Linked DNA regions of Mus musculus: all the other regions are linked to region 2. Evidence: chromatin contacts called from public ChIA-PET, HiCAR-type and HiChIP or PLAC-seq data. All regions are on one chromosome and are shown on one strand. Each heading gives the region's core, a stretch centred on a gene start, on an enhancer-like site or on the middle of the called end of the contact. The rest is flanking DNA. Distances are from core to core; before and after follow the strand shown.

Region 1 (6,367 bases), core at 249-2,748, 99 kb after region 2:
GAGGCTATTCTTATTTAAATCACCATAGCTAGTTTATATAAACTATTTTTCTGTAAAACATGCTGTGGGAAAAGGCAATCCAGATGGTGGGTTTTGTTTTGTTTGTTTCTTTGTTTCTGTCCTTGTTGTTCCTGCCCTGTACATTGTGTCTAGGATGGTGTACACTAAACACATGCTGTTCTACCACTGGCTGCATCACTCCCCCTCAGTGAGAAAGGCAATTTAGTTCTTTTCCTGAGTTTCTTAGTAAATACTGTTTTCCCTCTGTGAAGATACTGCTGACAATACTGTTGTTTTGAAGCAAGAAAGGAATTGAATTACTACATGCCCACACACATTCTAGGTAATCCATTAATTACAATTTTAAAGATTGCATAATATAGTTTCCCAAAATGGTCTTGTTAGCTTTTTCAGGGTACATTGTGATAGCTCCTATTTTTATTGTCATATATGGATCCATCAGAGGACCACAGCTTAGGGGATCACTGAGTGGCATGGGGCAGACCAGACCCTTCACCAGAGATGAGATGAGAGTTTTTAGCACTGCAGCATGGTAACCACTATAAAGAACTTAAATGCTCTGAGATTGAGCCAAGACAAACCTCTCCCCCTTGAACTGTACTTTCAGGTATTCTATCACAGCAATATGAAAGTCACAAAGGTAGGAGCAGAGAGAAAAGACTGACAATGCTCTTGGAGTAAGGAGCTGAGACCAGCAGCCTGGGCATATATGCAGGTATACAGCTGTCATCTATATGGACTTTGCATCCCGAAACAACCATATTCATCTGGGTTTTTACTATACAATGCTAAAAAAATGTCACCTCAACACAACTGTATTTTCTCCATCCATGAGAAGGGACCATTTCAGTGAGTTTCATAATAGTTAAATGAAAGATCATGTCAAATTTGCTTGCTAAATTGTTGCTGTATTGATTCTTAGCTAGTGGTGATAATGGGTTTCATTATTGGCATTGCATTTATACTTATGGCACAGAAATCTCACAAGGACTGTACAAGATGCAAGAAAGCACCTGTAGTCCATGTGGCTGAATGATATGAAGAGGTTAGAGCTAATCTTTGGGCTGGGTTTTGTATTTTCTCTACAGTGGTGGTTTTCAAATGCAGGTTCTCCAACTACCAGGAGTAAAATCATACAGACATGTTAGAAATGCAAATCTTGGGCTTCATCTAAAAACAACTAAATTAGAAACTCTGGGCTAGGAGGTTGAATAGCCTGCACTGTAATACTCCCAAGTGACTCTGTTGCATACAAAATTAAGAACTGCTGTCCTGTGGGTAGATGGCAAAATTTCAGACAGAAATTTGAATACAGAATGTAAAGAAACCAAGAGAACCAAAAAATATACCCCAAACCAAAATTGCTTTTGTTTAATATTGATGGCAAGGAAGATGGCACCCCTCATACTCCTTGTTGTCTCAGTGACATAAGATGCACTAGAAACCATAACACACTGTGTTGCTTAGAAGTACACAGGCTGACAGGAAACTGTGTTATGATTTATGTGCTGGGTATTTGGGTTCATTCTTATCATTTATGTTCCTGTCTTGAGTAACCACATGAACTTTTTTTTTTCCCTTTGAGACTGAGTCTCACTTTGTTGTCCTAGTTAACCTGGAACTCACTATGTAAATCAGGTGTCCTTGAACTCAGAGATTCCTCCTGCCTTTGCCTCCTGAGTGCTAGGACCAAAGGCATGATACATCACCTCAAGCTGTATAGTTTTGAAGCTAAAACTTGCTGGTCTTCTATAGGATGATGGAGTATCTCCTTCCTTTACTCTTACAGAGTCCTATTCACAGTCTAACTATGACAGTAGCTATGGTTTTAAACTTGGTTTCTAATCCTTCACTTTTACACTTCCAATCAGACACTTCTCCCATTAAGAAATTGTCTGTGGATAGGTCTATGTCCCATCCTTGCCACACCCACTCCAGTGAAGTCTGCATGACAAGCCAAAAAGCTTGGACGCAGTTCTGAGGCAGAATTTCATGGAAACTTAGTCTCCTGGAGCTTTGGCACCCTGTAGCATGAATGTTCCAAACTTATCCCTATGTGAGACAGTGAATGGATCTGTGTGCTTTCCTTCAATATTGTTTTTTTATAAGCAGCTCCAAGGAATGATTTGACATATAGCTAAGTTAGATTAGCCTCCACCAGTGTTCCAATATCCTAGGAAATCGTTGAGCCAACCTTAGACTTTGAATTTTGTAAAAATGGTACTCATTCAGATGAAAAGCCTCCATTGTTGACAGAGAGATAGTAAAAGAAATCAGGCATTACAATTTATTGGAGAAGAGCTAGAAACCTCAGGGCTAGTTCTACAAAGTCAATGTAGAATAATAGCCGAGTCACTCCCATGTGCAGGAATTTACAATGGCCTAGGAAGAAGGAAGGTTGTGGTCTGAGAAGGAACTAGAGTAAATACTTAGAATAACAGCTGAGTCACTCCCATACACAGGAATTTACAATGGCCTAGGGAGAAGGTGGATTAACTATCAGAAGGCAGGAAGTCCTTGCCCCTGGCTTCTAAGAATAAGCTGACCTTAGGTGAGGCTGTTTTTTATCCCAGTTGTAAACACTGATTTTATCCCAGTTGTAAACACTGCCTAGTTCCTGTTATCTTTTATGTATGCATTCCTCTGTTTTGTGTAAAGAGTCATTTTGCATTGGGCAACCTCAGTGTACCTTGGATGACCTTAATGTATCACTTAACTTCCTTGTTTTCTTCTTCTGTAATATAAGTCTGATGCTCACTTTGAGAAATTACACTCAGATTCAACACTCTCTCTGGTGTTCGTGTCTGTTTGTCACCCCACTGACTCCTTGCATACCTGAGTACTGGAACCCTGATTCTCCCGTGGGTTGAGAGACTAAGTCCAGTCCAAGGCATATCCTTTGAAACTGAGCAGGTCATAGACTCCTGGGGCAGAATTCAGTATGACACAGAGACAGGATATGACTGTGTGACAGTCACCTCGCTGGGTTCTGACAAAGAGCCTGGCTAGAAAACTTGACACTGGGAGGGTCTGTAAAAAGGGCTGATGCTGCTGTTCAAGTTTTTTCCAAAGAGGACTTTCCAGACATTGGGGAGCTAAGACAAGCCAGCTCTGCTGTGTGTGCAATGTTCAGTAATGCACAGAATCAGTGATATATAAAATTGCCCATTAAATGGTCAGTTTATGTCAAAATTCAGTACATAAAAATAGTACATTTAGACACCTAACAGATGGTAAACATCAAGAAAATTATTCATAACATACTGTGTTTTATTCTGAGTTGTTTTTCTTTGTTGTTATGATCAACTTAATTCCATATAAACTGTCTTTATAATATCCTACAATATTTATTTTTTAGAACCTTCATAAATTCATTTCTATACTCCAGGTAGATTATGAATGGCATTTATATATGTAATCATGTCAGAGAACCACAAAAAATGAACAAAATTTTTTCAATAAAATGTTAGCTTTAAAAATGTCATTTGGAGAATCCATCAGGAGGTTCAGGAAGTACAATTGTTATTAATCATATAGTTAATAATAATATCATCACAGTATAGAATACATGCTAGAATTCACAATTATGAGATATTTGTCATGGAACATGTAGAAGTCTGTATCCTTGAATAAGCCAACTATCTAAGAATGACCTTGTCTTTGAGCGCCACAGTAACTTTTTATTGCATAGTGGTTTAATAAACTTATATATGAAGTGTAACAGCTAATTAGAACATGAGCCAATCTATGAAGCAAAGAAGCTTATCTGTTCGTCTCCATGGTGAGGTTCTTCAGTTACTTTGTGAGGGATACTTACACACAGTTTCTTAAAGGGGAATTTTGATAAGTGGACAATGAGACCATTTGTTCCTTGACTATGTTTTTCTTTCTCTCGAGTCTATGATGCAACCTTTTCATTTATCTCCTTTCAGCTTCAAGGAAAGCCAGGTTTAAATGGAAACCAGAGTTTCAGAGTTCTCTGCTTTAGTTAGTCCACTAAAGCTATTTATATATTTAATTTATGTGTCAACAAAACAAAAGCAATGAATTAAGAACTTGCAATTATTCTTGATAACCATTCAAATGGTACCTGGGAGCTACTCTATCATCAGAAACATATTCAGTGTGAATATGGTAGCTGAGTGCGTCAGATTTGGGTTCAATGCCAACTATTCCATGATCTTGATTAACTTACTTATGTTATTGGGGAAAACCCACATTATTTTTCACTTGTAAAATGATGACAGGAAAACTTGATTCATAAATTATGATAATTGCATAAGCACAGTAACTATTCATAGTAGTGACTACACAGAGACCCTGGCAATAGTGATACTTGCAATAGAGGGCTGTGTGTCTGAAATAGACTAAAAATTTCCAGTTTCCGACAGTTGGGTTAGCTTGTGCTTGTTCCTAACTCTCCACTGGAATGACAAAATAACACGTTCGAACTCAAAGGATAGTAACAGCTGTTCATCCACTGAATCTACACCTTATAGTACAGAGAAGTACCTCTTTGGTTCCTCACACTGGTCTCAAGACCCTCAAAACAAGTAACCAGTGCCCAAAAAGCTTGGGACCTCACAACAGATACTAATCCAATCCATCAATTTGCCAATCGATCACAATCAAGAAAAGCAGAAAGAGAAATGTCAACATCTCGGGAAGATGTGCTTAGCACCTTAATGCTCATTTCTGACAGATGGCTTGTTGGCTTCAGCAAATAGCACTCAATGAGAGTTGAGGGTCTGACCACCTTCTAACCTGAAGGGAAGAGCTGCCTGTCTACACATTTGCATGATCATCTGGAGAGCCCTGTGCCTGGACTCCTAGTCAAGAAGATGACTAGCTACAGCCACTGAGAAAATCCAAGCAGCTTTCTGTGTTATCTTAGTCCTTCCGTTGAAATGAAGTAACAACCAAAGATCATCAAGTATTTGAGAAAAAAATAGGAAGATAGGAAGGAAGCCTGGAAACCAGAGTACTGATCCCTGAGTAAACCGAGCAGATGAAATACACTGTTAGAAAATTCTAACTCATAGCCAAGCGACTGTTGGTAATTGGTTGTGTTGAGTCAGTTTTCTTCTGGGGTATGCCCCCTGTTAGATTGCCCGTGTCCAGTGGTTGCTTCCATATCCCTGCATATCAGGGCAACACACACTGAGTTATGAGAAGAGCAGGAGGAGGAGGAGGAGGAAAAGTTGGGAGGGGAATGGGGGCAGAGGAAATAGGAAAGGTGAATAAGGTCAAAATATATCCTATGAAATTCTTAAAGAATAAATATTTAAAATCTAACTCTAAAAAACTCCAATGTATCTTTTGGAGAGACTGAACATGACATGACTAGAGTTGTTATTTTGAAAAGCAGTCTGAAAATTAAAAGCAGCCTCTTGATATTACTTATGAGCATCATGAATAAAATAAAGGGATTTGAGGATGGCTCAGCTGGTAAAGTGCTTGCTACATAAGCACAAGTCCTAAGTTCAGATTTCCAGAGCCCACGTTAAAGCTGTGGTGGCGGCACTGCCTTCAGCTCCAGTGCTGGATAGAAGCCAGCCCACCAATCTAGCTGAATAAGTTGGTTCCTGGCTCAGACACCCTGTCTCAAAACGTAAGGTGGGGAGCAGTTGAGTAAGACACCAGACACTGGTTTCTGGTTTCTATACACATGTGCACCTGCACACACATAGGAAAATGAACACACACTCATATATACCACACACATGTACTTAACATATATATATATGTATATATATATAAATTACAGAAGCTATAAAAAGCAGTTAGCATTATCATAACAGGCAGGTGGTCATGACTGTACATTTCTCGGTAAGGGTCACTGAGGCTCGGTTACTGTGAACTATCTTCCAGGGACTAGATTCAGAGACAACTGACTAGTTGGTACCAACACAGATATCTAGCATAAAGTGGAGTTTCTTTACCCATTATAATAGTATGTGCTATTGATGAATATAGGAATAGCTGATTGGTGTGAAATATATTAGAATAATCCACTAAATTAGAATATTAAAAGGCTCTGGTAGCAATAGTGCAACCTTAATTTGAGTATGTAAGATGCAAAGGTAGGAGGATCAGAAGTTCAAGGTCAATCTTGACTATGTATGGATGTTAAAGGCACTTTGGGCTACATGAAACTCTGTCTCAAAAGCCAGAACCAAATCAAAACGGTATACGGTGACTCAATATATGATCACCTTGATGTTTAAATGGACTGGCTGATGGAATAATCAATAGCTATTGCTGATTTTAAAAATCCTCTTAGTAAGGTTGAAATGGATGCTATTTTTTCTAACTCAATACAGGGTATTTACCCGAAACCAATGGC
Region 2 (6,901 bases), core at 783-3,282:
TCTGGGGCTCACTGAGGATGGCAGTGAAAATAATTTTTCCACTTCAGATTCTATTCCCTCTCTATATCATTTACTCGCTTTGAAAGGCAACTCTGCCCCTTAAGATGTTTTTAAAGTCTCATACAGCCCAGTTTGGCATTCAACTCACTCTGTAGCCAAAGATTACCTTGAACTCCTGATTTCTAACAAATGCTAGTATTACAGACCTAGTTGAGAATTGACTTTTTAAAATAAGAGAAAGTGCTCAATATGAATTAATGACAAAATCGGGTGTGGTTGCTTAGGTCTAATGCACTGCTATAGGGATAGGGATGGGGGTGGAAACTGAGGCAGGACTACTATAATGTATCTGGGGCCATGCTTAGCTTGACAGTAAGTTCTAGGCTACTCTGGGCTACAGTACGATACTATGTTGGAGAAACAAATTTGTTTTAATAATTGTCCTTAAGTCTTGTAGTCCTTGAGAGACCTGAAGTAATGAAAGCACTCATGTCTGAAGTAGACACCTGAATTCTAAATATGTTTATAGTAGAAAGTTAACACATGAATGAGAAAAACATGATGTTGGACGGTCAAGTAGTCTCCCTTTTTGCTCAAGGAAACGGATATGGATGCCAATGACAAAGATTCTTTCCAGAAAAACTCTTTTCACAGGTGAGGTTTCTTTTCTTTTTCCTTTCCTTTTTCTCCTTCCTTCCTTCCTTCCTTCCTTCCTTCCTTCCTTCCTTCCTTCCTTTCTATAGAGATAAAACCCCAAACCCTCTAAAGTCTAGCTTGCAGTATCAAAATGGATCCCTACAAAGCCTATCTTCCTCTAAGATTCTTCCTACATGCTCTCTTTCTCTTATTTGTTATTCTTTCTATTTAGAGCAGCTTGCATTTTCTCTCCAAATTCTTTTTTGGATAATCCGTTTTATGCATCTTGTTTAGTACAAGCCACATATTTATAAATGTTACACATCTCCTCCTAGTATAGAGTTTGATAAGTACACTGACATATGAAATGTACCAAATAGTACTAAAATTTAAGAGGTGGGTGATTATTTTTAAAATGAAAGATGAATTACTTATACAATTACTCGGTGGCCGGAAAGGTCTCCAAAACCCAAAGTGAAAAAAACACTAACTTCAAAAGTCAGTCTGCAGATACTGCCAGGTAAAGCACGGCACGGACTGACCCAACTCACACAGAAGCGAGAGTCATTTACAGGGCTAAAAACCAAAAGAAAATGAATTTGTAATCAAACGCAGTAGGAGACAGTTTTAAGAATCCGCAATTACTAATTAGATAATGATTTTACTTCAAAGAAGTCATAGGTCTCTCATGACACCCTTCGGCTCTTCTCCTTCTAGTGTCCTTCCAGCGCCTTTCAGGCGTGCGTTCTCTTGTAAGCACCTGCAGCACTGAAGTCCACCCTGGCTAGCATCACTTTGCGTCGCTACAACACCCTTTCCGAATTTTGAGGCTAACTGGATCCGAAACCCGAAATTGCTAGGAAAGTGAAAGCAGAGGTCCCTTTGGCTCTGGTTGTCCTCTCGACACACCCGGGTAGCCCCGGCTTAACAGGGCTGCGCTCCGCCGCTCCCTCTACCTCAACCCCAATGTCTTCTGGATGCCCGATCAGCAGCTCCGCACTTCTGGCCCCGCGACTAGTCCCACTTCCCGGGTGTCCCACCCAGTGGGGACTGCAGGCCCCGGCGCACGTGCGCATCCTCCCATTCATTGGATCGCCGGCTGTCATTGGCATGGTGACCTCTACGCCGCGGACAGCGCGCGCGTCCCGGCCTCACCTGCGCGCGGGTGTCCGAGGCGGCACGTGTTCCGAGAGGCTCCACACAGCCAGGTCGTTCCCGCCGCGGGCTCCCGACCGCGGTCGGCCTCCAGGAGCAGCCACGCCGCCAGCACGACCAGCGCATAGCCATGGTTCAAGTCTGAAAGTCGCGGCGGGCCGTAGCTCCGCCTCTGCCCCAAGCCCAAACCCGGAGCCGGAAGCTGGGCACCGGAAGCGCGAAGCCGCACCCTGTTCCCCACCCGGTCGCCTGTCCTCTTCAACCCTCCTCGGAGCCACTGGCTCTAGTCGGGAGCCGCGTCCGCTTTTATCCAGAAATGTGCGTCCGAACTGTTGTCCTACGCGGGACAAAGCGTGCAGAAATCTGGTTCCGGTACCTGCTAACCCTGAGGCCATTGTTTTCGCAATGCCAAGCTCCGAGTGGACGTGCCAACTTCCTCTAATTAGTCTACGCTGTGGGTTATTGTGTAACAGAAGCTAAGTTGACCTTATCTCTTAGCTTTTGGACTCTATCCTGAAAGCCTTAGAGATGTATACATGCATAGTTTAGCGGTTTTGTTCATGTCTGGATATGGGAGACCAACCCTTGGATGTAATGAACTACGCAAAATTAATTTTTTTTCGTTATCTTATCTCGCCGTGTAGACCAGATTGGCTTTGTATAGACCAGATTGGGTTCAAATTGACCATCCTGCCTCAGCCTATTGCTGCTGAGATTACCGACCTGCGTCCCCATTTCCAACTCTATTTGCTAATGCATACAGTGCAGCTCAGGATGCTCAAGAAAATGTTTTTATTGTCGTTGTTTCATTTGTTCATTTTGCCTGTCGCATGTCGGATTTATTCCGAAGTTGAAACAGCATTTTTATAACACTTTCATCAAATGATTATACATGCTCGTAATAATCTTACGCCATAATCTTAGGTGGAGGCAATGAGAGGCAAGCGCTGGGGAGACTGAAGAAGTTTACTGCCTTCCCATGTTGATGTTTTTTTTCCCATTCATTCATTAATTCATTTTACATCTCGACCCCCCTCTCCTCCCAGTCTCCCTCCTAGGAAGAAATAAACCAGCTGTAATTTTCTGAATCATAATTTTTTTTCTTGTTTGCAACACACTTAAAGAGGGTTAACCCTAAAGTTGAGCTCATTATTTTCTTATTAGGTTTCTATGTTAAAAATGGAGGTTATACATGTATGAAACTTGTCAAAATAAAACGTTTGCTGTTTAGGGTTTTGACTGAGTGGTTGGGTGTTTTCCTAGCATGCACAACATCCTGGGTTCCATCCCAACACCACAAATTACTTAATGAATGAGTGAATGAAATAATCAAATAGGTAGGCTTTGCCTAGATAAGTGTAGCAATAAATACTTTCATGTTCTTTTGACAATGTTATGACCTGTGGTATATTGTTATTGGTAATCTTCCTTTGCAGGTAGGGCAACAGGAATAACCCACAGGGAGAAGGATAGCAATCCACAATTCTGCTGGGCATTTTTTAATGTAAAAATTATCCAGATTAAAACAAAAGCCCTGGCTCTTAAAAAGAAGTTGTAGTGGGTTGTGGTATAAGCAAAAGAGCACGTTCCTAGTATAGTCAAGTCCCAGGTTAGACCCTCATTACCAACACAGACACAAAATCATTGAGCTGTAGTATCCAAGATGCAAGATAACTAGGAAATATATGTGAAGTCATTTAAGGCTTCTAACACTGTTGTGTAGCTAAACTCTGACTCCTAATAATCTATCAAGAAGACACACATAATTCATAGATGTTTCTTTTGACCCAACTAGGCTAGCCAGGAGAGGGAGTCTGATCCTGGAGCAGGTGTTTGGGAGCAGCTGAATATGGGTGCTGTGAACTGAATTGGGGTCTACGACATATGAACCTAATATAAAATATGAAAATAATGTGTTCAGCTTTAGGCCCAACATTTTTAAATGTAAGTATGGTGCAGAACAAGAAGAAACATAATTCACAAATTTGCAGTTGGTACCTTCCTAAGAGTCAATATTTGAAGGACATGGTTAGTTTCTTCAGTCTCCTTTGCATTGTCTCTAATCCACTCCTTATATTTAGGGTGTTGCACACGATCTAGATAATATGTTTTGTAAGCAGGTGATGAGGCACTCTGTCCCCCCCCCACCCCCCACCCAGGTACCAGCCATAAAGTGGATCTAGTATAAAATGAAATGAAGTTTGTTTTAGGGCATGGGAAGGGGGGTTGAGAAGGGAGTAGAGGCAGAGAAAGAGAGGGGACATTGGGGGGGGTGGGGAGGGAGAGAGAGAGAGAGAAGGGAAGAGGCCTACAGAGATCACTAGAGAGGGGGAGAGAGGACAGGGAAAGAGAAAGAGGCCAGAGATAATAAAAAGGGAGGGAGGGAGGGAGGGAGGGGGAGAGAGCCAGACAGAGAGACTGACTAAACAGTTCTTTCATAGCAAGCCTGGCTTGGACCTGAATGTTGCTTGGTGACTGTTGGGCAGAGCCTAGAAGAAATGCTAAAACTAGAAACAACTTTGATCTCTGTCACTGCACTTATGTAAACGAAACAACCAGTCTTGACAGGTAAGAACAGGTATAGTTTGTAATTAAACCATTTTTAAAACTGTCATCTTAGTTTTGGAGGGTTGGCTAGGCTTTTAGACATTTGTCATATTGATGATTTCATTGAAATATCTTTGGTAGGTCCAATAGTCAAGGAAAAATTATAAACATACTACCACATACCATTGCATATATGTCTTGGTTCAGGTACTACATGAAACATTCAAATGTTATTAGATAAAAGATCAGTGAATTATCAACACAACCCTACCTTAAAAATGCTAATGCTTGGCTATTGATGTCATTCTGATGTGCTTACATGTACACCTAGATATAATGGAGTGACTTGAAATATGTTAAATTGTTAGAATGAGCTATTTTAATGATACATCTTCTCACTTGTTTCGTTCATATTTTTTACAATAAAAGTATTCATTATCAGAAATAGGAAACATTTTTAGATGAATGAGGTATTTATTTACATTTAAATAGGTTCACTTTTTTCCTTTTTTGAGACACTGTCAGGCTGACCTGGAACTTAGAACCCATTTTTTTAGCTTCCCTAGTGCTTGGACTGCAGATGTGCATGGTCACTCTTACCGCTATTTTAATCTCTCTCTCTCTCTCTCTCTCTCTCTCTCTCTCTCTCTCTCTCTCTCTCTGTGTGTGTGTGTGTGTGTGTGTGTGTGTGTGTGTGTGTGTATGTATGCATATGTGTTAGTGTGCCCAGGTGGCTGGAAGCATTAGAGCTCCTAGATCTGGAATTACAGGCAGATTGTGGGTGCTAGTAACCAGACTCAAGTCCTGTGTAAGAACACTAAGTGCTCTTAACTACTGAGCTGTCTCCCAAGCCCCCTTTGCCTTATTTTTGAAGCATAGTGATAATATGGATGTTTCCTTTCAGAAAGAGGAAGAAAGAGTTGTCCTCCCTTATTTTTTAAGCTTTTTAAAAGTTTCTTTCTTTAAATACTTCTATTTAAAATTTTGTTAAAAACATTTTTTTCAATATTTTTTATCATATTCTTTTCCCTACCACAACTCCTCTCAGCTCTCCCTCACTTTCCTACTGACCCAACCTTATGTTCTATTTCAAAAGACAAACAAAAACAGAAAACGGGGAAAAAAAAACCCTCCAAAACTCTGGAAAAAAACAAAAAAAAACAAAGAAAAGTAAGACACCCCCCCCTCCCCAATACCACCAGGTATCAATTACAAAAAGCTTCTTGGTTAGGGGTGGGACTTTGTATCCACTTTCCCTTCACAGTGCTGAGGTTTGGTCTGGTTTGAACCTGTGCAGGTCTTGAGCTTGTTGACACAGTCTCTGTTAGTTCATATGCATATCAGTCCCTTTGAGTCTGGGCCTCAAATCATTCCACAAAATAGAAACAAAAGGTACTCTACCCAATTCATTCTATGAAGCCACAATTACTCTGATACCTAAACCACACAAAGACCCAACAATGAAAGAGAACTTCAGACCAATTTCCCTTATGAATATCAACGCAAAAATACTCAGTGAAATTCTCACAAACCGAATCCAAGAGCACATCAAAATGATCATCCATCATAATGAATGAACATCCAAGGATGCAGGGATGGTTCAATATACAGAAATCCATCAACATAATCCACTATATAAACAAACTCAAAGACAAAAACCACATAATCATCTCATTAGATGATGAGAAAGCATTTGACAAAATCCAACACCCATTCATGATAAAAGTCTTGGAAAGATCAGAAATTCAAAGCCCATACCTAAACATAATAAAAGCGATATTCAGCAAACCAGTAGCCAGCATCAAACTAAATGGAGAGAAACTCGAAGCAATTCTACTAAAATCAGGGACTAGACAAAGCTGCCCACTCTCTCCCTACCAATTTAATATAGTACTTGAAGTCCTAACCAGAGCTATTAGACATCAAAAGGAGATCAAGGTGGATAGAAATTGAAAAGGAAGAAGTCAAAATATCACTATTTGCAGATGATATGATAGTATGCATAAGTGACCCGCAAAATTCCACCAGAGAACTCCTAACCTTGATTAAAAAAAAAACTTCAGCAAAGTGGCTGGATATAAAGTTAATTCAAACAAATCAGTGGCCTTCCTCTACATAAAGGATAAACAGGCTGAGAAAGTAATTAGGGGGGCTGGAGAGATGGTTCAGCGGTTAAGAGCACTGACTGCTCTTCTGAAGGTCCTGAGTTCAATTCCCAGCAGCCACATGGTGGCTCACAACCATCTGTAACAAGATCTGGCACCCTCTTCTGGAGTGTCTAAAGGCAGCTGCAGTGTACTTACATATAATAAATAAATAAATCTTAAAAAAAAATTAAGGAAACAAAACCTTTCACAGTAGTCACAAATAACATAAAGTACCTTGGTGTGAATCTAACTAAGCAAGTGAAAATCTGTATGATAAGAACTTCAATTCCCTGAAGAAAGAAATCAGAGATCTCAGAAGATGGAAAAAAATCTCCCATGTTCATGGATTGGCAGGATTATTATAGGAAAAATGGCCCTCTTGCCAAAAGCTATCTACCTATTCAATGCAATCCATA
Region 3 (6,631 bases), core at 2,576-5,075, 73 kb after region 2:
AGCTTCCTGCTCTGCAAGCCTGCTGCTGGGTCTCCCCCAATATGATGGGATTTCTCTATAGCTGTAAGCTAAAATAAACTCTTAACTTCCTCTGGTAGTAGTATTTTTATCACAGCAACAGAAAAATAACTAATACAGATACCAACCTACAGAACCTATTAAAGCATTCATCCTGAGGGAGTTGAGCCCTTCCTACCATTATACACATCCTCTTGGTTTATGGTATCTATTTAGAGGAGGACTCCTAGCTGTTATTAGAAGCTTTAAAGAGTCTTTAACAGCCTACATTTTAATACAAAAGCCAAAACTTAACCTTACAAATCACAAAAACTCCAAAGCAAAACAAAATAAACAAAACGAAATAAAACAAACACTCCACTAATGAACACAAAAATGAACATCAGCAAAGAGTGTGAAATATCCTTATATTTCAAAGGAATAAAACCTTTGATTTTATAATGTAAAATCTTATCAATAGGACTATTAAGGTTCTCTTGTTTATTTGTTTGTTTATGTATTTATTAATTTTTTTATTTTTAAACTTTTTATTAGATATTTTCTTCATTTACATTTCAAATGCTATGCCGAAAGTCCCCTATACCCTCCCCCCTCCCTGTTCCCCAAACCACCCATGCCTGCTTCCTGGACCTGGCATTCCCCTGTACTAGGGCATATAATCTTTGCAAGACCAAGGGCCTCTCCTCCCAGTGATGGCTGATTAGGCCATCTTCTGCTACATATGCAGCTAGAGACACAAGCTCCAGGGGGTACTGGTTAGTTCATATTGCTGTTCCTCTTATAGGGTTACAGACTCCTTCAGCTCCTTGGGTACTTTCTCTAGCTCCTCCATTGGGGGCCCTGTGTTCCATCCAATAGATGACTGTGAGCATCCACTTCTGTATTTGCCAGGCACTGGCATAGTCTCACAAGAGACAGCTATATCAGGGTCATGTCAGCAAAATCTTATTTGTTTATTTATAATGATAAGAAATTGAATTGTTTTTCATGAAAGGAAAAAAGGTGTTACATTTCTACTGTTTGAAAGTAGAATTATCTCTTCTAATATCACTGGTTTCTGAAATAATTTTGAGTGCCAAGATACTTTAGGAACAATTGAAAGTGAGGAACTTTGTAACTATCTACCTGAACACTCAACTTTGTGTTTACTTTCAAGGAATTGATGGTCCCCCTGATACCACGAGGGGCCCTATGCTTGGCGATTCTGCTTTGTCTCAATCGATGAAGCAATGAGTGTGATACAATGTGGATTTATCATGTGATTTAAATTTAAAATTTTAGGCATTCCCAGCATCATTACGATGATTTGAATGATAGTGACCACCACCATTCAGGACAATAGGAGCCCACAGGAAACTGAGCAGGGTTCTTACTTGGAAATATTTTTAAAGGACCTATTTAAGAAAAGTCTTCAAAGTGTTTTTACTCTTTTTTTTTTGAAAAATATGTAATTAACATGTTAAATGAAGATTATATAGTTATTTTACAAAGTTTAGCAATTTATAAATATCAAGCATTTATTACCTGTCTTTGACCTCCCCAATGAAGGCATCCCAAAGATACATAGTCTTTGCCCTATTGAAAAGGGTTGCCAGAGGCAATAATTCAAATTAACTCAAGTAAAAACCTATTCTTTTCTATATTCTGGGCTAGGAACAGGGGCAATGAACATAGAAATCAACTTCTTAGTTCATACAAAGTTAATGAGACGTGTCCTCTGAAGCTTGAGTACTTTTTTTGTAACCAAATTAAAAATACAATTTATTTTTAAGAGGAGTTTAAAAGACTGGTAAAAACTGTTCCTAGAAGCCATGCATTTCTTTTCTTTTCTTTTTTTCTTTTTATTAGATACTTTCCTTATTTACATTTCAAATGTTATCCCCCTTTCCTAGTTTCCCCTCCAAAAATCCACTATCCCCTCTTCCCTCCCGCTGCTCACCAACCCACCCACTCCCATTCCTGGTCCTGATATTCCCCTATACTGGGGCATAGCACTTTCACAGGACCAAGGGCCTCTCCTCCCACAGATGACCAACTAGGTCATCCTCTGCTACATATGCAGCTAGAGCCATGAGTCCCACCTTGTGTTTTCTTTGGTTGGTGGTTTTGTCTCAGGGAGCTCTGGGGGTACTGGTTAGTTTATATTGTTGTTCCTCCTATGGGGCTGAAAACCCCTTGAGCTCCTTGGGTACTTTCTCTAGAACCTTCATTGGGGACCTTGTGCTCTGTCTAATGGATGGCTGTTAAGTATCCATGAAGCTTGAGTATTGTTAAGGAATATGCATATTACTTTTATCCAAGCTATAAACACTATATTTGGTCTTAATGGGTTCTCCATATATACTTGCTACACTTTAAATGTTCTCACCAAAACAGATGTTGAAGTTTAATTCCCTTGTGAAAAATTAAAAGATGGGATCCAGTGATATCTTTTTAAAGCAAGGGGGCATGGGCAGAAAGCTCCCTCTCAAAACTGGAAAGGTGCCAGAACCATACTTTAATATTCCCCAACCTTCAGAACTGTGAGCTAAATTAGCCTTTCTTCTTTTATACATTAAACATCTGTGGTATTCAGTTACAGCAATAGAAAGCAGATTAAGACAACACTGCTCTTTTTCCCCAGTACCTCAGAGGTTTAGGCATACAAACTGATAGATGTAATTGTCACATCAAAGAAAGTCCAAGGTGATGGGTAGATAGTAAATGGAGAGCAACAGTCCTGCCATCTTGGGTCCTATGGACTTACTTTAGAGAGAAGTTCAGGAGGAGGAGGAGGAGGAGGAGGAGGCAGAAGGTCTAGCATGGGTTCTACGGGTGGAGGTGGTAAAGCTTCCTCATGGTGACTAACATCAATAGCAGCAGCACTTGCTCCATAACCTCCTGAGGCTGTACCCTGGCCATCCGAAGCCCTCAGAAGTGCAAAACGATCTTGATTCTGAGAGGACTCTTTCTGAGCCTGGATGGTTCTCTGTTCGGCTTCACTTATATCTGCTACCAGATCTGCCATGAGGGCATCTAAATCTTGGTCTTCCAGTGCATTTAAGGACTCTAAGAGGAAAAAAAAATAACAGTATCAATGTTTGAAAAACAAATCAACTATTTGTACCTGGAAAAACCTGAAAGCATTTTTTTTTTAAAGAGCAATATGTACATAGGTGGGAGTCATTATTTAAATTTCTATGATACAATAAAAAAGGTTGGAAGTATTTTTATGCAGTGTAACACATTCACATATTGACACTTCTAAAATAATACAATCAGTACATAGTGTAAGTAAGTTCCTAACAAGAAGAAAAGAGGGAAATGTGCTCTGCACTGGCGTATCTCCAGCTACAGTCAGAGTTGAGCACATGAGCAGATGCCTACATAGGGACTCTTGAATATTTTGGTGCAAGAGCCTTGGGCTTTGGAAGAGTAGAGGAAGAGGAAAGTGGAAATGGGTGGAGGGGGAGTTCTCCCACTGGTGGTCAGCTGGGTTTCACCCACCTTTAGGAAGTGCAGAGCAAACCTCTGGAAGCCCCCCATTTAACCGCCGAGAACCTTACATTCTGAAGTGCAGGATTAATGCAACAAAAGAATAAAAGAAAATAAAAAGGAGACTAAGTAGTAAAGATTTTGTGAAGGCAGTGGGCTCACTCAGAGAGCTTTCACAAGATAGAGAGAACACAGCTTTTTAGAGCGATGAGAAAGGAGGAGATTTCTTTCAGATCTCACCCAACTGTGAGATAAGGGCACATGCATACTCAGCAAGTTGGCTAGCTTGCTGGGATCAGAGGATGTGGCATTGGTGGATAACATCAGCAGATGATTGTGCTGGCAATCAGGCATTCACCAAGTGATGATTCAGTGACAAAGGATGGACGCTGTGCATGATGACCCAGAATGAGGAAATGGGAGTGCCAGAAATGGAGCCTAGTAAAAAGCAGAAAGCACTATGGGTCAGCTCCCTGCTGGACAACCTCAGTGCCATACAGCACAGCTCATCATTATAAGAGTTCTAGCACAGCACTCATTCCAAGCTTTGACCATAAAATGAGTGAAGCAGATTTTTTTATAAACTATTTTTGCATAAAAATATTATTTTTAAAAAATTTCAGCGATATGAGCCAAAACTGAAACTTGTTTATAATTTCCTAACATGGTCAGTCACAATTGTTAATGAAAAAATCTTTTAATAAACATTACTCTAAATAATTATAACTATATTGTATATAGTTATAAGCACTTTAGTGATAAAATCCCTACAATGAAATTTATATTACTGTCTAAAGAAAAGTTCATTTACATTAAAATGTTCTTTAATGCCTTATTAATCTGTCAAAGAGCTCAAAATGTATTGCTATAGCTTAAATGTGTTAGTATAGATACATTTTTACTAATCAATGTAGAATTGCATACTGAAGAATGGGGAATGAGAAATGGATTCCATGCTGAAGTCTGTTATTCTCTGAATTTTTAATTCATTTTTAGTTAACTTGTTTAACTTATTTTTAACTCATTTTAGCAATAACTTAACTGAGGGCAATAAAAAATGTATTCTAAACCTGGCAGTGGTGGCACACGCCTTTAATCTCAGCATTGGGGAGGCAGAGGCAGGCGGATTTCTGAGTTCGAGGCCAGCCTGGTCTACAAAGTGAGTTCCAGGACAGTCAGGGCTACACAGAGAAACCCTGTCTCGAAAAACCAAAAAAAAAAAAAAAAAAAAAAAAAAAAGTATTCTAAACAAATTTAACTTTCTATATACATTAGGAATTTGGTAGTTCTGCCCTCTCCCAAAGCCATCCATCCATGGGCATATTGTCCCCTTGTTGCCACATCGTAACGGACTGTGCCTGGAGATTTGTGGGTTTCTTTGACTCTATCATCTTTGCTACTTTTTTGATGCTAAATCCTAAGTGTTTAGAAAACCTGGAGTTTACTACAGCAGTAAGAACACTGACTAAACTTAAATTTTAGTGGAACTGATGATAAAGTGCTCATTTGTGGCACTTCCAGAGGCAGAGGCAGGTGAATCTCTGAGAGTTCAAGGCAACCATAGTCTACATAGAAAGTTTCAGGCCAGAACTCCATCATGAGGTGAGATCAAGTTAACAAAACAATAAAACTAGGAACTCCTTCCCAAACCAAACACCCACTGGAGGCCCTAAGTGGAAGTGTCTGTTAGACAGGGTTGTCAAAATGTACTAAGCAAAGTGTACTACTCTTTGGAAACTTCATGGATGCTATTATCTCAGTGACTATAGCTGGCAGGAATAATACATTTTGTTTTATGGTGAATAGTAGAGTATAGAAAATAAGTGTAGAAAAGAGACCACTAGAAAGAGGTGCATTATAGCTGACCAATCAACAGTCATTGGTGCCTTTGGGCTTATCATGAAAATACTGCAAAAGACAGAAACAGTGAAGCTGGGTGAGAAATGGAGACAGTAGCCAGGACTGGGGTTCTGTACTGAGCTTCTTTGTAACTTCAGTTGTTATGTTTTGGGGTCACTGAAAGACTTGGCTACTCTTTTCAAGAGTTCTACCAAGACTGCCCTTGTGGTTCAATGTCTGACACCAAGAGTTCCAGTGAATTCTCACTACCATGGAAGTGATTATTTCAAGATTCATCATCATTTCAATGATCATCAGATTAGTTCTCTGCAATAAATTGAAAAGAAGATCTTGCTATAAAGTAAAGATTTAATCTCCAGAGGATTGAAAGTTTCAAACAGTAAATTATATACAGATACATGATTGTAATTTAAAATACATATTTAGAATAAAATGTATTTGGAATCAGTTCCCATTCATACACGATCAATTGTTATTAAACACTTAATTTTTATCCTTGAAGAGTCATTTCTTACTGACTCCTTAGTAATAAGAAAGTTCCTTTTTATAGTATATAATATTTTTATTCATTGTTTGAGAATTTCATACACGTGTACAGTGAATTTTGAACATATTCACACCCCACTCCCCCCCTCCACCCCCTCTTCATGTAATCTTGGATTCTTTTATTGTTGTTGTTTTTATTTTTTATTTTTATTAGATATTTTCTTTATTTACATTTCAAATGTTATCCCCTTTCCTAGTTTCCCCTCCAAAATCCCTCTATGCCCTGCCCCTTCCCCCTGCTCACCAACCAACCCACTCCCACTTCCTGGCCCTGGCATTTCCCTATACTGGGGCATAGAACCTTCACAGGACCAAAGACCTCTCCTCCCATTGATGACCGACTAGGCCATCCTCTGCTACATATGCAGCTAGAGCCATGTGATTTCTTTGGTTGGTGGCTTAATGTCGGGGAGCTCTGGGGGTACTGGTTAGTTCATATTGCTGTTCCTCCTATGGGGCTGCAGACCCCTTCAGCTCCTCAGGCCCTTTCTCTCGCTCCCTCATTGGGGACCCTGTGCTCTGTCCAATAAGTTTATCTTGAGACTTTTCATAAATGGAAGCGGGTCTTCTCTTTCATCATAGGTGAAAATATCTAATTGACTTTATTAATTAAATGTAGACACAGTAAAGGACAATGCACCGTCCAGGGTTTACACACTGTTTCCCATGAAGTCCACGTTTCCTTGGTTTCATGGTCAGACTCAGTCCCGTGGAGACCCCCATCACTGCTATG
Region 4 (6,969 bases), core at 2,110-4,609, 110 kb before region 2:
GCGGCTGTCCCGGGACTTAAGTGTCTGAGGGAGGGTCTCCCCTCGAGGGTCTTTCAGGGGGATCTGTGGTGTCAGGCACCTGGCTCTGGGAACGTGGCTTGCTTTTCCGTCCCTTGTAGAGTTCTCTACTGGGTCGCTAGAACAAGCCCCATTCAACCAAAATAAGATGCCTATCACAGTCCCACACTCTGTTAGGAACTTTTCACAGGAATTGGAGAGGTTCCCTTCCCCTCTGATATATGTGACAAGATTTAAATCTTGACAGGCTGTAAGGGTCACTTTAGGACCTTCCAATATGGAGGGTTAGTATTTAAGAAATTGGCTGTCAGATAGCCACTGTTTCCCCCAACTACTTTTTAAGCTACAGGGATCAAAAACCCAACGACTGTGACTGCCCTGAGACCACCTGGCCACCCCTTGTCTAAGTCTGTACTTTGATAACATACAAATTGTGTGACTATACCTGAAGCTACCTACTTTCTTTCTGCCACATACAGATAGAACATGCACTGAATGCATAGTTCTAAAGTAGGAGCCTTGGAGAGGGTTCTTTTAAAATGCTTCTGAAAAGCATGCTGAGATTTGGGGATCCATGGAATATTTGAGTTTCCCTTAAAGCTTGATAAAGAGGCCTAGCTGGTCTGGCATATCCAGGAATCCAAGTTCTGCAATATCTAGAATGCCTAGGAAGGCTTGCTTAGTTCAAGGTTTAAGGGAGGGTGGGGTGTAAAATACCTTGAGATTCCAAGGCTTGATGATCTTTCGTTGGTACGGTGGGCTGATCTTGAGACACCTATTTTCAGCCAAGAAATTTAAGAGACTGGGTGGGGGCGGGGGTGCTGGAAGATTAAGTTTTTATGGCCTACCCAAAAGAAGACCATCTACATGTCAGAGCACTGTGGTTTGGTGATGTGTCTGATCTTTCCGGTCTTGAAGAGGGGTAGCCCTACAGATGTGGAGTGTTTTCATTCCTGTCGCATGAAAATTCAGGAAACTTGTCCTGTTTGGCTCTTTAAATTCAAACAGGGGCTGCTGTGCTGTTATAGAATAGGGGGGGGGGGGCATCCCTGAGTTCTTCCACTAAATAGAAGGTGATTGCTTGAGGGAATCTTGGGTCATCAGTGCATAGGGACTGGGGACCACAAAATGCACAGGGCAGCAGCCTCACTAAAGAGAATGAACTTCTGACAGTTTCTGGTTGTTTGGTCCCTTCTTGGATTAGGAGGTGTGGCCCTCTGGCAGTAGGTATGGCCTTGTTGGAGGAGATATGTTACTAGGGTTGGTCTTTGAGGTCTAAGAAGTCTGTGCCAGGCCTAGTGTCTGTTTCTCTGCTTTTAGTCTGTGATCAGGATGTAAGCTTTCAGCAACTTGGGCAGCTGTCCTGATCCTACTTGTGTTCTTCCATCTGTTCATACTCCAACAACCGTTTTGACTTCCACTGAGTGTCCTGGGGGAAGGAGTGTAACATTTATTTTAGCCAAGACACCTCTTCCCTTAAGGGGAGCTGGGGTCTCAGGGACTATTAAAGATAAAAATGAAGATCTCCCCAGGAACAGGCAAGAGGCTGAGTAATATATCTTTCAAGGGGCTGACTGATATATGCCCTTCATAGTAGAATTTTGTTGGGATCTAAGGCCAGGGGACTTTGAATCAGGCTTACTTAGGACAAGGGATCTGGTGTTCTGCTACAGGCAAGATTGTACCAGGCTCCTCTGGATAGACTGGCATAGTGTTTTGGGGAGGCTCCAGGCCCATTGGGGTAAAAAGATGACTTTAGTCTATAGACAGATTCTGAATGCATGGAATCTTCTAGTGATTGTCTTTATAGATGAAATGGGTTCTGGGGGCCACTTTTGTCTCTGAAACAGTGTTGAAGATGGCCTTCTCGCTCACGGAGGAAGCCGACCTGACTTAGAGCACTGACTGCTTCCTAGAGGAGTTGGGTTCAATTCCCAGCACTCACGTGGCAGCTAACAACCACCTGTAACTCCAGTTCTAGAGGGTCTGACGCCCTCTTATGGCCTTGTCAGGCACTGCATGTACAAGGCGCACAGACATACAAATTCAAAACGTCAGTTCACATAGAAATAAAAACAATAAAAACTCAACATCTTCCTCCCCTCTCCTTCCTTCCTTCCTTCCTTCCTTCCTTCCTTCCTTCCTTCCTTGGAGGAAGGAGGGCCTTCTGGGCTGGACTGTGTTCCTGGAAGAGTTCCTATGGTAGCTGGCAGTTCCCTGTGTTGCTTGTCTGCCTTTCTTTATCCTTTCCCCCCTGCTTCTGATCTAGGTTATAGAATACCACAGTAGGCGAGCCAAATCATTTAGTGGCTTGCTTGGCACAACAATCAAATTTCTGAAGACTGTTTTAATATCAAGGGCTGGCTGAGTAAAAATGTTATCTTTTGAGAGGACCTCTTTCTGTAATCTCATCTTTATGTTACACTTTTTCATGGCACAGCCTCAACAGGAAAGCCACACGGGTCTCCTCTTTTCCTTCTGGCAGATAGTAGTAATTTGTGAGTGATTTAAAGGCTTAATTTTGGTCTCTCAGAGACTCTAAGGTAGAATAGAGATAATGCCTTCTATTCTGGACCCCCACCTAACATTAAGGCCCCATTTAGGAACTTGTATAGGGACCACCAGCTAGCCAGTTGGGTTAGTATTTCTCCCTTTCCCCCGGGATATTTAGTAATCCACCCGCCCCCAGCCCCCAGCATATTCTGTTACCTTTTGTTTCTCAGATGGGGTCAGAATTTGTCCTGAGTAACATCACCTCTTTCCATGCCAAACCATAGAGTTGAGCAATATATTCAGAAGTTTATACATACTGGTTTTTGTTACCTGTGTACCCAAGTCCTATTTCATCTTTTTTAGCTATGACAAGACTCATATTTATTCGAGTGGTTTAACTGGGTCATGTGATAGTTACAATTTTAAAAGTTACTATTTGTGTGTGTACATGTAATATGTGATTTCCACAGCATGCCTATGTGGAGGCCAGAGGACAGCATGAGTCCATTCTCTCCTTCCATAGTAGGTGTTAGGGATCCAGATCAGGTTGGTAGGCTTGGCAGTATGTGTCCATCAGTAGGGCTCCTTTCCCTAACATCCTTGCTGGTGTTTGTTGTTAGTTTTATTTCTGTCTTTAATTAGCATGTATTAATTTTTATAGTAGTCTTGTGACATTTTCGTACCTGTGTATATTTTTTGAACATATTCACCCCCACCCTTACTCTTTGTTCCCCTCCCACTGGTGTTGACTCATTTCTTCCCAGCTTGGCCACCCAGTCCTGGGCAGTGATCATGCTGCTGTGAGCTCAGTCTTACAGCCCTGTCATGCTTGGAAGACAACTTTCCACAGCACTCCACCCATTTACTAGCTCTTACTACGGCTCCGGGGCGGGGGTGGGGGGCAGGCACATCTAGACTAGCCAGTCAGGAGTTGCCAAGAACCAGCCTCAGCTTGGAGAGGGTTTCTGAGGAAAGGGTGTCTGGGGGCGGTGAAAACAAGCGACCTGAAGCTGGGTACTTTCTTTTTCTCTGATTTACTTTCTCTAGATAGAGATCTCTAGCTGTGTTCTGCTCGAGATAGTTCTCTAAGCAGTTCTCTCTTGATTCTCTAAGAAAATTCTCTGGATAGCTCATGTCTTGTAGATCATAAACCCAGTCTTTTATTCTACATATCAATTCAGTCATTTACTCCAGGTTTCCTTTTGATTATCCTAAGAATCAGCATTCTGTCTCTCCAGCCCCTTAATTCTTGGGAGAAAGCAAGTACACATTTCCTTTTAACTGCAAAAGAATTCAGAGATCTGCTTGCCTCTGTTAAGCACAGAGTGTTAAGTTTGTTGGGTGGTACCCTGTCCATTTCTACCACACACTGGGGTTTAACTTTGTTCTGTCCCAGGCTGACCTTGAACTGTAGAATCTTTCTGCTTTTGTAAGCATAAACAAAAAAATTAGCAGGGTGGAATCTCTTGCAACCACCACTTCCTAAATCTTTTTCCCCTTCCTTAGCATCTTTCTGACAAGTTGGCTCACCTCACAGCTGCTTTTGTAACTTTTCATTTCTGAAGTCCCTCATAATTTTATTGTATTCTTATATTTTTCATAGTTGAAAAATTATATATTTTTGCAATCATGGTTTTAGAGTTCTTTTTCACAGAGTTCAACCCCACAGGGCTGTCCTGAAAGTCGCAGTGGTTACCATGTTAGCCACAGCTTTGCCTCCCAGATTCACGCTGTCTCTGAAGTCATTATCATGAAGTCATTAATGTTTACAGGGAAAACCTTCTTTGAAGGGGGAACGTAAAATATGTGCATTATTATACAAACAACCCTTACACCCACAGCAGCCGTGGACACTTGTGGGGGTCCAGGCCTGTTGTCTCTGTACCTGGGGCAGGAACCATGTCATTCTGTCCCTACCAAGGCCATGCCGGACCTGGCAAGTAGTACGGTAGTCAGAGTCCACAGCTGCGTGTTGATGATGGTACTTGTGTTCTGGATAATTTTTTATTTATTTGTTTATTTTTATTTTGTCAACTTGATATGTTAGAGTTTTCTGTAAAGAGGAACTTCAGTTGAGAAATGCCTCCATCAGATTGTCTGTAGGAATGCTTGGATTTCATCCTTTCCTATCTGTAGCTTGATTTTTCTTTGTATTAATGCTCTAGCTATGGCTTTAAATACTGCATTGAAACAGTGGAATGAATGGGCACATTTGCCTGTTCCTGACTTTAGTTTTTCCATTTAGCCTGCTTGTTATAAGTAGTATGAACTTTTTCTTTTAACTGTCTTAGCTAATTCCCAAAGGTTCTAGGAAGTTACATCTTTGTGGGTTTTTTTTTTTTTTTTTTTGATTTCTAGAGTTAAAAAAAAAAGTCCTATTTATTTTATGTGTATGAGTGTTCACTTGACTGTATGTTGACAGTGTGTGTGCCTTGTGCCCACAGATGCCAGAGGAGGGAGTTGTATCCTCTGGAATTGGAGTTACAGATACTGATAGACAACCGTATGGTTGCTGGGAAAAGAACTTGGGTCCCTAAGTGCTCTCATGATTGCTGAGCCATTTCTCCAGTTCCTGATTCGAGGAATCTTTAAATTTTATTCCTGATTTCTTCATTGGCCCAGTGGTCATTCATGTGTGTATTTTTCAGTTTTAATGTATGTGTAGTTTATGTATTTTCTTGCTATTGATTTCCTATTTTATTGCACTTTGATCTGGTAAGATATAAGAAATTTTGATTATCTTGTAATCTTGTAATTTGCTTTGTGAACTACAATGTTGTCTATTTAACTTAGCTAATTAATGAACTTATTTCCTATTTATTTATTTCCCTGTGTGGGCATGTGTATGCCATGGTTGACTAGAGTATGGACTAGAGTACAACTTGTAGGAATCAGTTTTCCCTTCTACTGTGTGGCTCCTGGGATGAAACTGGGCTCATTAGGTGGCAAGTGCCTTTGCCCACTGAGTTGTCTGGCCAGTCTGATGATGCCTCCTGATGTCTAATTTTATTGGGCTTCTCTGGGCTGCTGCCGCCGAGGAGACTGTATAGTCCGATTCTGTTGGATGGAATACTACCTGCACACCTGTTAGGTGCATTTGACCTATGGAGTAGCTTAATTCAGGAATTTTTTTGTTGACTTTAGGTTGAATGTCTTACATGCTAAGAGTGGGTGGGATATTAAATCAGGGATTTTGTGACCTTTTATCTCCACTGTTTGTTTTATGAAATTGTGAGCCTACAATGTTTAGTGCATATAGACTTAGAGTTGTATACCTTCTTGATGATTGTTTTACTTATTCATATATAATGCAGCTTTTTAAAATGTTCTGTCTAATTTTGGTTTGAAATATACTTTATCAGGTATCAGAATTGAATGAAAAAAAGAAATATGCTAGCGTGCGTGCTTGGTTTCCATTCGCTGATGCCTTCTGTGGGAGTTTTTGCTAGTCAGGTGGATTTCTTGGCAGCAACAAAGAATTGAATCTGTGTTTAAGTACATTATAATTTGTATCTTTTTGTTGGTGAGTTCAGCCCATTTACATTTAGGGTTATTGTTAAGTATCCCACAGTTCTGAGTTGGTGGATGTAAACTGTCTTAATTTGTTCTTGTCTTGTGATGCCTTATTTTTGAGGCCTTAAAATAGTCCCTCCCTCCCTCCCTCTCTCCCTCCCTTCCTTCTTTCCTTCCTTCCTTTCATTCATCCATCTACCCATTACAAAAGTTTATTTAATAAAAGGTTGTAGGCTTTAATTTTTTTCTCAACCCTCTTTTTAGTAAAGGCTTTAACCTCCCTTCTAGCCAACCACCCACCAGAGGTAGTGGAAAAGAAAGGATATGGAGGAAGTGTACCTGTTTAGAAATTGGTTTTTTGGAGCAAATCCTATCTGCATTGTTAGAAATCAGCAGTTCAGTTCACAGGTCAGCAGCAGCAGCTCAGTCCACTCACAAACACTCCATGGATGATACCAGCAGTCCAGTTCAGTAGTTTTGGGAGAGTAGCAGTGGTGGCAAGACCTAGCAGGAACAGGCAAGCCTCAGCTGAATCAGCATAAATCAGTACGAGGAATTAAGACCACCAGGGATGCCAGGAGAAAGTTCTTTGTCATGCCTCTCTCATCGAAGCAAAGGTCAGGGAAGACTTGAGACCAAGAACCTTTGCAAAGCTAGCTTTACAAGCAAGCCCCCATCACTGTCCGTTGAGTCCTATGTATGCTCCCTCCAAGCATCATGTGTCCTCCACTGGTCTTGCCTTACCATGTGTCTTGTCTTAGCAAAACTCAATGTGAGTCTGTATCAGCTGACGTCACTCTGCCAGTCTGCTCAAGTGGGGGGGGGGGGGCAGCAAGAAGCTGCCTGTAAGTTGCGGATAGCCCTGGGGCTAATTGTATTTGATGTTAATTCTGTTCTCCTGTGAGGGGTTTAGAACAAAGTCAGCACTCAGGTGATTTCCTGTAA

Evidence for each region. ChIA-PET counts read pairs in DNA pulled down with a chosen protein or histone mark. HiCAR-type assays count read pairs that join an accessible place to other places. HiChIP or PLAC-seq counts read pairs in DNA pulled down with a chosen protein or histone mark.
Region 1: a contact with region 2 is called in an RNA polymerase II ChIA-PET map of effector CD8 T cells, with 12 read pairs. The contact joins the enhancer-like site here to the promoter of Pdss1 in region 2. A contact is called at or near these places in 2 of 39 promoter capture datasets (neutrophils and pre-B cells), 2 of 484 Hi-C or Micro-C datasets (CD4 T cells and pre-B cells), 4 of 115 datasets of contacts at active chromatin or transcription factors (the SCID.adh cell line, bone marrow-derived macrophages, effector CD8 T cells and 1 more) and 3 of 9 other capture datasets (adipose tissue, liver and pancreatic islet).
Region 3: a contact with region 2 is called in an H3K4me3 HiChIP or PLAC-seq map of bone marrow-derived macrophages, with 2.7 times the contacts expected there. The contact joins the enhancer-like site here to the promoter of Pdss1 in region 2. A contact is called at or near these places in 2 of 39 promoter capture datasets (hematopoietic stem and progenitor cells and neutrophils), 1 of 484 Hi-C or Micro-C datasets (natural killer cells), 4 of 115 datasets of contacts at active chromatin or transcription factors (the SCID.adh cell line, bone marrow-derived macrophages, effector CD8 T cells and 1 more) and 2 of 9 other capture datasets (adipose tissue and liver).
Region 4: a HiCAR-type map of embryonic stem cells shows a contact between it and region 2, with 4 times the contacts expected there. The contact joins the enhancer-like site here to the promoter of Pdss1 in region 2. A contact is called at or near these places in 5 of 39 promoter capture datasets (the C10 cell line, the HPC-7 cell line, embryonic stem cells and 2 more), 9 of 115 datasets of contacts at active chromatin or transcription factors (the SCID.adh cell line, bone marrow-derived macrophages, effector CD8 T cells and 2 more) and 3 of 9 other capture datasets (adipose tissue, liver and pancreatic islet).

What each region holds. Positions count from the first base shown.
Region 1 is chr2:22,791,887-22,798,253 of GRCm38.p6, reverse strand. All of the region lies in intron 1 of Apbb1ip (amyloid beta (A4) precursor protein-binding, family B, member 1 interacting protein), which reads right to left. Among named protein-coding and RNA genes, the nearest start is that of Apbb1ip, 21 kb to the right of the region's middle. Within about 2 kb of position 1,498, at least 19 of the 459 cell types and tissues checked have an H3K27ac peak or open chromatin away from gene starts, as enhancers often do. A contact at or near this core is called in effector CD8 T cells, where this site is marked.
Region 2 is chr2:22,890,653-22,897,553 of GRCm38.p6, reverse strand. It overlaps Pdss1 (prenyl (solanesyl) diphosphate synthase, subunit 1), which reads right to left and starts at 2,032. Exons shown (of 11, transcript NM_019501.3): 1 at 1,792-2,032. The coding sequence starts at 1,923. Gm52503 (a long non-coding RNA gene) reads left to right here and starts at 4,184. Exons shown (of 2, transcript XR_003953772.1): 1 at 4,184-4,359.
Region 3 is chr2:22,819,730-22,826,360 of GRCm38.p6, reverse strand. Apbb1ip (amyloid beta (A4) precursor protein-binding, family B, member 1 interacting protein) reads right to left here. Exons shown (of 14, transcript NM_019456.2): 4 at 2,765-3,066. Among named protein-coding and RNA genes, the nearest start is that of Apbb1ip, 49 kb to the right of the region's middle. Within about 2 kb of position 3,825, at least 35 of the 459 cell types and tissues checked have an H3K27ac peak or open chromatin away from gene starts, as enhancers often do. A contact at or near this core is called in adipose tissue, bone marrow-derived macrophages and microglia, where this site is marked.
Region 4 is chr2:23,002,816-23,009,784 of GRCm38.p6, reverse strand. All of the region lies in intron 1 of Abi1 (abl-interactor 1), which reads left to right. Among named protein-coding and RNA genes, the nearest start is that of Gm52502, 8.2 kb to the left of the region's middle. Within about 2 kb of position 3,359, at least 122 of the 459 cell types and tissues checked have an H3K27ac peak or open chromatin away from gene starts, as enhancers often do. A contact at or near this core is called in the SCID.adh cell line, adipose tissue, bone marrow-derived macrophages and 2 more, where this site is marked.